Linked DNA regions of Sus scrofa: region 2 is linked to region 1. The links are chromatin contacts, called in public promoter capture Hi-C maps. All regions are on one chromosome and are shown on one strand. Each heading gives the region's core, a stretch centred on a gene start, on an enhancer-like site or on the middle of the called end of the contact. The rest is flanking DNA. Distances are from core to core; before and after follow the strand shown. Region 1 holds the start of MBLAC2 (metallo-beta-lactamase domain-containing protein 2). Region 2 holds the start of TTC37 (tetratricopeptide repeat protein 37).

Region 1 (6,357 bases), core at 1,505-4,004:
AAAGTGTGTAGTAAATACTGAGCTTTCTTTTCACACTTTCAAAGGCTTAAAGCACTGCACAGGTGACTTGCAAGCTACTTGCAATTCCAAAATACTATAATTTTACCATCAACTGGGATTTAGGAAACCTGGATTCTAGTCCCAGTTCTTTCCCTAACTTGGCTATGTGACCCCAGGCATGATATTCAAGCTTGCTTGGATTCCATCTATAAAACAATAATTTCTATCATTCTTTCATCATTGATTTCCTATTTCTGGTAAAGGAGCAAAAAGTAAATAAATAAAAATTTATTCATTTAGATAATTTAAATATATTTTAAATACTTATGTAAAGACTTTTTGTCCTGGGTGTCAGAGTTTAGTCTGAATACCAATCAACACCATGGAAATCCTACCTTTAAATGTGTCAGTTTAATCAAGAAATACAGTAACTAAAAGCACATTTAATGTAAATGTAGTTTTCTTTCATCTGAAATTGTCAGGTAAAGTAGGACTCCCATCTAAACCCATGGGTTTTTTTTTTTTTAATTTTTAGATTTAAAATTTTAATGAAGACTTTTTAAGCAGGGTGTGAGATATACAATCTTGCTTTCTATTTTTTATATCTCATGTGATCAAGATCTCATTTTTGTAAAATATTTCATTATTGCATACTGGTTGGTCATAAAATGAACCTTACTGTACTGCAGCAACTAGATTTTTCCACCTCTTAGAGGAAGGATTTAATAGATTAAATTGGCAAATAAAATGGTTTCACGATAGAAATGAAAGGGACTTTCACATCCTACTCAGAATTACCAGTTTTATGGAGGATTAACGTGAGAGCTGCATGCTTTGATCTTATTGCACCTGGGTTCAAATCCTAGCTCTTGTTACTATCTTGTTCTGTAAATTCTAGGCAAGCCATTTAATTAGGGGTCAGCAACCTCGCTTCCAATGAGTTGTCAGGATTAAATGAAATCATCAAAAGCATCCTAAAAAGAAAATATACAAACAGCACTGCTATGACTGGTTCAATTATTTAAGTGCCTGTGTAGAGCTGGAAGGGCAGGAACCCTATCCTATTTTATTCTTTCTGAACCCCATCTTGTTTTTTCAGAGCCAAGAAGCCCAAGGTGATTTATGCATCAGTCCACATACTTCACCATCATCGGAAACAGCCTCCTCATTCATTAATCTTTCTCAGGCCTTGCTTTCAACCAGAACAGAGAGCTGCCATACTCTAAGATTCAGACATACTCTACTTTTTATGTTCACTATCAAGCTTCTTCTCTTGTGAGGCAACATCAAGAACAGAAACCTATCTGGAAGATAAGGATGAATGAACAGTTTGAAACCACTGACTGCTCTCTAATGGCTTTCTAAGCCTACAGGTGTGAACCGGGCAGATGAAGTCAGCAGTTCTCAAAAGCATAGAGCATGACATGCACTCTCCATGAGGCGTCATTCCTTTTAAGGAAGACTTTTCGCTAGAAAAGTGCCTGAAAATGTCGGACAGATGTTTGGGGAAAGAATGGAAATCCTAGATATAAGACTCTGTTGGTGTTATTGCTGTACGTTACACAGGAAACTGACTAGGGGGTGGGGCCGGCTCTCATTTGAGTACTCTGCATTGCTACCCGGTGCCAGAGCTGGTCTCCGGTAAGGAGGACTAAGACGGCCTACCATCGACCTGATGTCGACTGGGGTTTTGAATCAGGAAGGGTGAAACAGAAGTAGTGTTTCTGCGATGGGACAAAATAAGGCCCCTTACAGCCACGCACGTCTGCAACAAGCACTCCTCGGACAGTTTCTCCCCAATCCCTTCCCTTAATGAGAGAGCGCGCGCTCGTGAAGGGCCATTACCATCCTGCAGGATGAGGGTGGGCTGCACCGCCTGCACTCGAAACTGCCTGGCCCTCCAGCCGGGGCTCGGAGCCCGGACCACCTCACTGTCGGACAGCCAGGTCACGGTTTCAAAGTTGTCCCCGCGAGCCAGCGCCTCGGCCTCGGCGTGGTGCACTGCCACCCGGTCGAACTGGTAGAGGCCGCCGGAGTGGTCGAAATGCACGTGAGTGGCCACAGCCAGCAGTGGCCGGCATGCCGCATCCTCTTTGGCCTCGCGGTCCTGCAAAAGGCCAGAAGAGTACAGGTACTCCGGGAGGCTGCGCAGGCCCAGGCCTGTGTCGATCACAACGTCTTGCTCCGAGCCTCGCACTAGCCAGATGTTGGCGCGGTTGCCTGACTCATAGAAGCGTTCCTGAATCCAGAAGATACCGTCGCCCAGAGACTTGTGGGCGTACCACTCGAGCGCCGACATGCTGAGTAGGGATGCGGCCAGGCGGAGTGGGTGTGGGCGTGTGTGCCTCCTGCAGGCTGCCCAGACTCCGGCGCTGCGGCGGGATAGACTGGTCTGCCTGCAGTCGGGAAGAAGGCGCAGAGCAAGAAGGGGGCGGGGGATGCAAAAGGAGTGGGAGGAGAACTGGGAGGAGGAAGGACTCTCGGAGACGCTGCCTTCCGCACCCTCCCTCCCGGTCCGCAAAGAACAGAGACCTATCTCCTTGCACCCCGGTGCAGAAACAATCGCAGCATCAGAGGCCACAGCAGAAAGTAGCGTCAATTCAGTAGACAAGGGATTCAGAAAGCGACACTCTTCCTACCGCCAGGTGTTTGACTGTAGAGGGCAGGGGCCAGGTTTGGAAGGCCCCAGGGCCGCCCACACACCGCGCGCCGTGATGCGCACTTCCAGCCGGCGCAGAAAGAGTCAGGCCAAGGAGGTTGGACCGGTACGGTTCCCGCCAAGGGATAAAAAGCTCTCTCCCCAGAGGGCGGGGCCTACCTAGCGAGTGGGCGGAGCTAACTGGTGCGATCGGAACGCGATTCTGAGGCCTCGTGGAGGGCGGAGCGCGTTTTTCCAGAGGTGGAACCAGCACTCGGCGTCGGAACCTTCTGTCCGCACCCCTTCCTTGCCGGCCGGCACTTCGGCCGCACAGTTTTCTCAAGCTTCGAGACTTAGTAAGCAGGTAACAGAGGAGGCAATGGAGGGGTTGGGAGGAGATGGAATGAGTAGGGGGGGGAGTTAAAGGGGCACGTGGAAAAGACCGGGGAAGGCAGGAGTGGAGATTCATTAAAGAGCCTCTGGATTGAGGGACGTAGCGAGATCTCTTAATCCCTTCACAATCTTTTGAAATCGTCGTTCCAGATTTTATCTTGTCTCCACTTATTAGGACTGTTTTCAGTGAGTTCGAAGGGAATTTATGCTTTTACTGATGGTTGATTTTCAATTCCGATGGTATGATTGCTTCAAACACGAGTCATTGCCGCAGACTTGCTGCTAAGGACGCACTATTCAGTACGTTTTTTGTTTTTTGTTTTTTACCGTTAGCACTTTACCCTGTACTGTGAGGAGAGGTGTTGTTGATAAGGTTTTACTTCTCTTCTGAAAAATTAAATTATATATTCCTTCCCCTCCCCTTCCTTGTTTTGGTTACTTTGCCCGCTGTTGGAAGAGAGCAAAGAAAGTTGGTAGAAAGGCTCAACTAAGGAAGGGTGGAGGCAGCTGCACCTTGTGAGGGCAGGAAAAGTGGATAATGATTGGGTGTGGCCCCATCAGCTGAAAAAATCATCCCTAGTATTAACATAAGGTCCCTGTCCCCATCCCTCAGCTCCTCGCTGTTGGTATATCCATTCAGACTTAAACAATTCCCTTGAGAACTCGACTAACCTCCCTATCCAGCCAGGAAAAATTATAAAGAGACCCATGAGACAGCATTATAAAAGATAATTATGAAAACCCTTATTGTCTCAGCTACTAATAAGCCTTCATAGAGGGAGAGGTGTTCTCTCCTTCCCTATAAACCTTAAGTCTTTGAGGGGGATGCAACTTTTCTGAATGTTTACCTAACCTAGTTAGAATTTATCCAGACACTCTGTTCAGGGCTATCCTTATGTACAAGTCCCTCAGCTAAATGATGTGTGAAAAACAGAATTGTGTTGTTTTTTTTTTTTTTTTAAAGTCATGATCTGGGTTCTCAGGAATTTGAGGGAAGCAATATCTTCACAAAAATGTTTGCAGTAAAAAGCAAATGAGATATGTACCCCAGAGGAAGTAAAAACCAGGTGCTATGAGAATATGCATGGAAGGGACTGATGAGTAGAGGCATTTGAGCTGGCCTTAAAAGACCACTGTTGTTAGGATGTTCTCAGCACGAAAGTAGAGAGCTCTCTGTAGTTTTATTTTTCCTCTAGGTAAAGGGAGGTGAATTGGAGTGATATTCTTACTAAGCCATGAGCTCAGCAATAATTCATCCAATTTTTATTGGACTTTTGCCAGGCTCTAGTTGGTGATGGGGCAGGAAGAGGTGAATAAATCTTCAAAGAGGCCTTCACACTTACAGATCCTTCTGCTTGTATTACACTTTCCCTTGTATATCCTTTCCTGATTCTCAGCATGGCCTTTTCCTTCTGTCAGTTTTGTGCTCAAATATTACAGAATACAGGACCTCTTCAACCACTCTTTCTGTAATAGCACCCATGTTTCCTGCTTTTTTTTTCCACATCACTGATCACTACCTGACATTTTCTATGAAATATTTTTTCCCTTTCCTGTAGTAGACTCTAAGCACCATGAAAACAGGGGTTTTGTTTTATTCACTATTATATTCCCAATTCATAGAAGATGGCCTGACCTAAGAGTGCTTAATTAATACTTGAAGAAGGATAACTGAAGAACTTATGGGGAGACAGACAAGAACTGATGATTACAACATGCTTTTTAAATGGTAATAAAACAGGGTAGTATTTGGGAGACAGAAAAGAGAGAGGCCTAGCTCCACTTAGGGTGGAGGAAATGGTCTCAGAGAAGTGGCATTTGCATGGTATCTTAAATGATGATGGGGCTTGCTCAGGTGGATGTGGCATCCCAGCAGAAAGAACACTACAAGCAAGAGCTGATATGGCAGATTTGGGAGTGGTCAGGAAAGGAGAAGGTGCCAGATGCACAAAGTCAGACTCCAAAGCTCTGTTGCTTAAGAAGGAGAGTGAAACATCAAGGTTTATGTTCTAGAGGGATGTCTGGAGAGTGGTTTGAAAGAGGAAGTCTGGCTATGGGAAGGTTGGTCCGGGTCAGGGATGGTGAAGAAAGGCAGATATGTGAAAGGGGACACAGAACTGATAGTCTTCTACCATTAAATGAGGATATCAAGGGAGTCGAGGACAAGGTCAACAGGACCAGCTTCTGAATAGGGCAATTTAAGTGTCATTCATCAGGAAGGATACTGTGACCAGACTTTCAGTGCCTCTCTCAGAATCCATACCTGCTTATATGTTTATTCACTTAGCAAATTTGTGCAAGAGACTGTGAGAAGTGGAAGACAATACATTTAAGCCACAATTATAACTCACAAGGTTAGAGCTAGGAGGAATTTCGGGCATGAGCGCAACCTCTGCCACAAGATTGTTTCCATGCTTTTGCATTTCAGCTCTTGGATGCTTGAACTGCACTTGTCAAACTATTTTAGAACACTTCTGAACAGAAATTTTCAGAAAGCATCCCAGAATGGAAGGGTGGTGCCTCTGATTTTATATTTTTAAATCCAATCCATTTGGTCATTACTATTCCACTTCATTGTAAAGATTAAAGACATCTCTGCGATTTAAAAGGTCTTCAGCTAACCTGGTAGTGTGCTGCAGGCAGCATAATATAAATGCTAAGGACAATGGAAGGGTATCCTGACACTTTAATGCAGTCTTATCTTTGTTAGGAATTAATTCTTTGTCTTTAGGCACTCAATGGACTTCGGACTTCATAGTCTCACTTTCCTCTTCTATATAACAGGAAATTTAGTCTGGAGCAGTGGTTCTTAACTTAGGTTACACGTAATCTCCTGGGATGCCTTAAAAAGTGCTAGGGAGTTCCTGTCGTGGCTCAGCATTAATGAACCCCACTGGTATCCATGAGGATGCAGGTTCGATCCCTGGTCTCAATCAGTGGGTAAAGGATCTGCTGTTGCCAGTGAACTGTGGTGTAGGTCTCAGTCACAGCTCCGATCTCAAGATGCTATGGATCTGGCATAGGTGGGCAGCTGTAGCTCTGATTTGACCCCTAGCCTGAGAACCTCCATATGCTGCGGATGTGGCCCTAAAAAGACAAAAAAAAAAAAAAAAAAAAAAAAAAAAGAAAAAACAAAAGGTCCTATTGCCTAAATCCTATCTTCAGAGATTCTGAGGTGAATGCGTTGTTCCAGCGTGATGCTTGAGAGCTTTTTGTTTGTTGGTTGGTTGGTTTATTTTAACTCTCCTGATGATTCTAGTGTACAGCTGGGTCCCAAACTTATTCTAGAAGTTAAAAACCAAAAACCTTAATAAGTGAGCAGACTG
Region 2 (6,357 bases), core at 2,020-4,519, 4.5 Mb after region 1:
TATCCCTAAGTAAAGGCAATACAGAAAAGGGTCTTACTGGTAAGATAAGAAAGTATTGTGATCCTAACAATGTTTAGGAAAGTAAAATTAAAGTTAAACAAGGGGCGAGGAGGTAATATAAAAGTTAAAACCTGACTATCCATTTCACTAACTTCTTTAAGGCCACATCTACCTACAAATGACTACCCTCCTCACTCAACCTGATTTTTGGAGTTTCCTATATGTCCAACTCCTACTAAGTACTATGATCTACTCAAATTAGTTTTTCTTTTTCTCTACTGTCAAAAGCAGTAATTCTCAATTTGCTCAAGTGAGAAAGGAAGAATTCCTTTTTCAATATTAGTTCATATTACTTTTTTCACCAACCCCCAACAATTTCCACAGCTTACATCTTTACTTCTCCCATTCAGCCTGTCCACACTTCCTTCCAGCTAATCCAAATGCTACATTCATTTCAAGACCAAATTCAAGTGTTAAGCGTAAAGCCTTCTCAGACAAATCTCACACTAGTCTGAACTTCTAACACTCATCGTCTATACTAACATTTCCAAAATGTTAATAACATATTATTTATACTACTGTAATCTAATGTTAGTAACTCACACTACTCATATTACTATGGAACATTTATATCAATGAATAGTAATTATCATTTTGAAGTACACTAGCATTCTCCAAAGAACCATTTGGGATATTCTGGTTTGGGGGGGTTTTTTGGCAATTAAATGTACTTTTTGATATCTTGTATGCTGTTATTAAATAGACAGGTCTGTATATGTCTGTTTTTCATAACTAGACTGGAAGTTCCTTAGGAACAAAGATATTTCTACTACTCTCTTTTATTTCCTAGTATCTAGTACATTGTGGATATTTAACAAGTAGTCACAAAACCACAGCAGGTGAAGACAATACTGAATTTATTCCATATAGTCACTAACTGCACATTTAGCCTTCTTTTCTTAGGGCAGAATATAGTGCTGCTGGTATTCTGGATATAAAAAACGAACACACAAAACAACCAAAAACACTATGAAGAACCAAAACCTAGACCAAAACTTTCAACTGATCTGAACCACAGAATTAAGTATTTCACTAAAAAAATCCCCCTCATGTACAAATCTTTAACTGATGACTTAAACATATACATAATGGAGCCCTACCCTCACTACAAGACACTATATATAACATGTACACACTGAGAGATGCCCAAAGACAACTCAAAAGTACCTTTTTCGACAGGGTAAGCTACTGACTAGTAAACATGCTTTATGTCCAGAAAAGAGTGATCAAATAACAAACAAACCTGAAATTACCTAAGTACCCAAAGGAAATGGGGAAGGCCCGGGGGAAAAAAAATTGGTGGGGAAGGTGAGAAGGGCTGTTGCAAGGCAGAGATTATCCATGTAAAACTGGAGATAAACAGACTAATGAACCAGACTTGAGTTCAAAATAAGAATTTTCAATAATGAGACCTGTACAAATATGGAATGGGCTGCTCAAACGAAGTGTGTTTCACATCACCACATCACCGGAGATGAAAAGGCACAGACTGCATAATCCACTTGGCAGGGATATTCACTGCAGGACAAACTGAATTCCAGAGGAGAAGTACGACTAGCTAGAAGTCTCTTAGATCTTGCAACACAATATGTCTGGGGCCCTAAAATACCACCTTGCTCCAACCCACTGAGCATGTGCTCCCACTGACACTGCCGAGGGGAGAGAGAGGAGCAAAAAGATGTGTCTCTGTCATCCTGACCAGGAATTCAGAATACACAGCCTGTGAAAACAAGGTCAGAGAGTAAACAATTTACAAAATCAATACTACACCATAGCTAAAATTAAATATATTTTTTATGAATCTAAATGTCAGTCAACACTGTCTCTATGGGAAAATGTGTTTTAGAGTCCAAATTAACTCAAAACAGATATTTGAAACATCCTGTTCATGAAAGAGCCTATGCGTATTACCTTTCAGGCTGTATTATTACTTCACTTTTTTCCCCTAGAATGTGAGTTCCTTTTACATATACTTGTATGCTCCCACAGATCTGCTTTATTAACAAGGCTACTTGGCTAACAGAGAGTAAGTTCTCTAGAATGCCATGACATTTTGCAATCAGAGACAGACCACTGCAATAAGTTAGGGCATGGACTACTCAAATTCAACTCCTACTCAGAATGGCTCCCCGTGTAACCTTGGACAAGTCATTTAACCTGTCCAAGTCTCAGTTTTCCTATCTGAAAAAAAAAAAATGGTGAAAATGAGGATTACACAAAATATTCCATGTACAAGTACCATGCACACATTAAGTACTCAATAAATGCTCGGTATAATGATCAGCACATAATAAGTGTCATGTGAGTATTAAATAACTTCTGTCCCTTTTTCCAATTATTTTACGCAAAAAAGTCAGATATTAGCATTAAAAGTTGACTTTATGTAAATAAACACTACGATTCCTCCTTTTCTTGTCAAAACATTAAAACGACAAACAGGACACACTAATTACATACCTGAAACTGTAATAATGAAATCAGGAATTTGGCTCTGGGACATAAATTTGCTTCTTCCAGATTTCTCCAAAGAAGTCCAAGAGTCAAAAGGACCAGTGATTTCTTCAAAACCACGGCAGCAAAACAATGGAATTCTGAACCTACGTCAGTTAATCGAACACGTCACATAGCCCAACATTTCTTCCCCCGAAAACCCGTTCAGCTTCCCTCCTTTGCACTCTGAAGGCAAGGCGCACCCAAGCTTATCCCCACCTAGAGCCGAAACTTTTCTTACTAGGCCCCGCTCCTCACTTCAACGGAGCATAATAAATCCTTACCGTACGAGCAAAGCGGGAAATAGGATGAGGCAATCTATAAATATGCTTGAGAGGAAGGTATTCGAGGGGACCACAGAGTGGCCATATGGTAGCTTAGGCGGTCCAGACAGAGGCCCCACAAAGAACCACCCAATCCAATTTAAGTGACCGCCACCTCATCATCGCCCCGTTCACGGTCTCACCTAACACTCTGTCATGATTGCTCCGCGCAAAAAGAGCAGCCTCGGCACCTGTCCCTTTCTCTCTGTAGGTATCATTTCAATTGCCTACAGTAGCCAACTCTGCAGAAAGCTAGATCAACCAAAACCCACCTGGGCAATGATTCTCCTACAGAAGCTCTGTGTGGAGCCAGAGCGCAGGCGCACTTCCCAGGCATGGCTCATGTGACTGGAAGTAGCTGGATTTCGGTTCGCTCAGTGTTTGATTAAAAGGTCTTAACGTGAGTTGGGGGGGAATAAGGGAACACCTACTTTGCGCATGTGCTCATTCCAAGCCTGATGGGAGTTGTAGTTCTGCCAATGAAGCTTGGAGGAAGCCGAACTGCGCTCTATGGGATCCCCGCCCTCGTCCTCACCCAAGCGAGTTCCCAGAGGCAGGGGCGGACCCAGCGGCCCCGCTCTCAGAACAGCGCGCTGAAATGCTGCTGCTGTGGGTGTCGGTGGTTGCCACCTCGGCCCTGGCAGCACCAGTTCCTGGGGCAGGTGGGCTGAGGCAGGGAGCAGTTCAGGCTTGGCCAGATGCGCCTAACGTGGTGCTAGTCGTGAGCGACTCCTTCGTAAGTACCGAGAGGCAGGGGAGGGGGTGCCACGCTACACTCCCTCCACCGGCCCACAGCCCTTCCTGTGCTGCAGGCTTTGGGGAGCAGAATCTGAGACTTTCAAACAAGCTTTATACCCCGATGCAAAGTAAGAAACGTTTTGAGGCCCCGTACACAAAGTACGTGCACCACATAAATATGCATATAACACAGTAAATAAAACGCACTCCGATTAGCATCTTTACAAAAAAAGTTTTAATTGCTGGCTACGACCCACTAAATTATCTTACCACTAGTAAACTTTCCATCCATACACCCGCTTGATTCAGTTGTGGGGGAAAATAACTTTCTGCATCATCATAAAAGCCTGTTAGCTTTCCAGTCAGTGATCAACGTCATAAAGTATGAAGTTTTCTATTTATAGGTAACGATCTTGTACAAAGAAAATCCTAGGGAATCCACACCAAACTTTTAGAACCAATAAGTCTAGCAAAGCTATAGGATATAGGATCAACATATAAAATCATTAGGGAAATGCAAGTCAAAACCACAATCAGACACCAATTCACACCACCAAGATGTGATAATCAAAAAGACACATTTTGGGGGAGGGGAAATAGAAAGTCTAATTTTCTTATCTTTAAAGGCAAAGTTGGAACACACAGCTTAAAAAAGAAAAAAGGACTCCAGTCTTTTATAGTCTATCAATATTCCTTTGATAAGAAACTTTAAAGGGATATTTCTGAAAGCCCCATATTTGTATTAAAAGAGGTTTATCAAAAGATGAACAATTACCTCAGTTTCATCCTTTCTTGCTGAAACACAATGCTCGTATGTCTAAAATTATAATGTCAATGATACTTAGAAAAAAGAAAGACTTTTTTTTTTTTGCTCCTTCCAAGAAGAATTCTTTAATTCCCAATTCCATTCCACTATGCATTATCTCCAACCCAAACATCTCTTCTAATATCCAGGCTCATTTATCTAGCTGCCTAATTGTTATCCCCATGTATGTCTTGCAGAACACTTTACATGCCCCTTAAATTATTTTGAATGGCTGATCTTTATCATTCTTTAGGTCTCACTTCCTAAAGAAGCCTCCCCAGTTCACTCTATGAAAGTAGGTCTCCCTTCTTATTCTGTATCTTAGGTTTTTTTCAAAACACCTATCACAATAATTTGTAATTATTCTTGGTTTATTTATGAGTATGTTTTTTGCCTTCCCCACTAGACTGTAAGCTTCATGAGGACAGGGACTCTGTTTTTATTCACCGTCATATCTCTAGATCTTTCACGGTGCCTGGCACATAATAAATCAATAAACATTGTCTCAATCAGTCCTTTATCCCCCTAAAGAAACTTTCCGGGAAGCCCTTTAACATATTTACTATCTTCAAATAGATCGAAGTATCACACTACATTGAATTTTCAATATTATGAACCAGAGAATGATAACAATCACTGTACTTGTTTTTATCTTTTGAGGATTCTTGGGCTCATCCTGAAGTCTTTTGCTGCTTGTGAATTTTATGGTTAAAATTACAGGAAATGCTTTTCTTCTTTTATTCCAGGATGGAAGGCTAACATTTTATCCAGAAAGTCAGGTAGTGAAACTACCTTTTATCAACTTCATGAAAGCACATGGCACTTCCTTTCTGAATGCCTACACAAACTCTCCAATCTGTTGCCCATCACGTGCAGGTATGAATACGCTTAATATTGCTAGAAGTGGCCTCACACTGAAAATGTTTTCACAGCTTAAAAGATTATACCTGGAGTTCTCTGGTGGTCTAGTGGTATGGTTCAGGTCACTGCTGTGTTTCAGGTTCGATCCCTGGCCCAGGAACTTCCGCATGCCACAGGTATGGCCAAAAAAAGTATTAAATTAAAATTTAAAAAATTGTAATAGCACTTCAGGTACAAAAGTCATGACAAGGTTCTTTTTTTTTTTTTTTTTTAAAGATCACACCCAAAAATGGAGTAGTAAGTCATATTTGGCATCTCAAAAAAAATTTTTTTAATATATGTGATGTATGTTTTAAAGTATGTATTGGGCTTTTTTAAGAGTAGGAATTTTATCACCCAAAATGGTGTTTACTTTATGTGTTATCATTTCATTTCCCTGTGACTCATGACTAAGAATCTTATGACTATCCAAGCAAATTAGGAAACATTTTTTTTCCAATAAGGGTTCTGTTTCCAAGGAAATTTTGCAGTTAAGAGACAGAAAGTTGCGAGGGGACTTCAGAGTACACCACAAAGTAGTTAGAACTTCTTACACATCTTGTTTATCTGTATTTTCTGTATTACTTCAGATTACATGCTTTCTCTTACATCTTTCTTCAATCTCAATTCACTTCTATCCCAAGTCTAATTACTCGCTTTTATTATAATAATTTAACAAATAGGCTTTTTTTTAAAGTATAGTTGATTTACAATTGTCATTTTCTGCTGTACAGCAAAGTGACCCATCATACATATATATATATACACATTCTTTTTTTCATATTACCTTCCATAATGTTCTGTCCCAAGTGATTGGATATAGTTCCCTGTGCTGTACAGCAGGACCTTATTGCTCATCCATTCTAAATGTAATAGTCTACATTTTTAACCCCAAAATCCCAAGTCCATCCCACTCTTTTGCCCTCCCCCTTGGCAACCACAAGTCTGTTTTCTATGTCTGTGAGTCTGTTTCTATTCTGTAAGTAGGTTCATTTGGGCCATATTTTAGATTCCACATGTAAGTGATCAAATAGGCATAGT

The links. Promoter capture Hi-C pulls out the DNA fragments that hold promoters and counts their contacts.
Region 2: a contact with region 1 is called in a promoter capture Hi-C map of liver, with 7 times the contacts expected there. The contact joins the promoter of TTC37 here to the promoter of MBLAC2 in region 1. A contact is called at or near these places in 1 of 5 promoter capture datasets (liver) and 1 of 47 Hi-C or Micro-C datasets (heart right ventricle).

The regions. Positions count from the first base shown.
Region 1 is chr2:97,645,393-97,651,749 of Sscrofa11.1, forward strand. It overlaps MBLAC2 (metallo-beta-lactamase domain-containing protein 2), which reads right to left and starts at 2,755. Exons shown (of 2, transcript XM_003123780.4): 1 at 1,846-2,755. The coding sequence starts at 2,299. POLR3G (DNA-directed RNA polymerase III subunit RPC7) reads left to right here and starts at 720. Exons shown (of 8, transcript XM_005652940.3): 1 at 720-3,002.
Region 2 is chr2:102,160,751-102,167,107 of Sscrofa11.1, forward strand. TTC37 (tetratricopeptide repeat protein 37) reads right to left here and starts at 3,270. Exons shown (of 43, transcript XM_021084546.1): 1 at 3,146-3,270; 2 at 2,518-2,657. ARSK (arylsulfatase K) reads left to right here and starts at 3,339. Exons shown (of 8, transcript XM_003354206.5): 1 at 3,339-3,609; 2 at 5,163-5,292. The coding sequence starts at 3,472.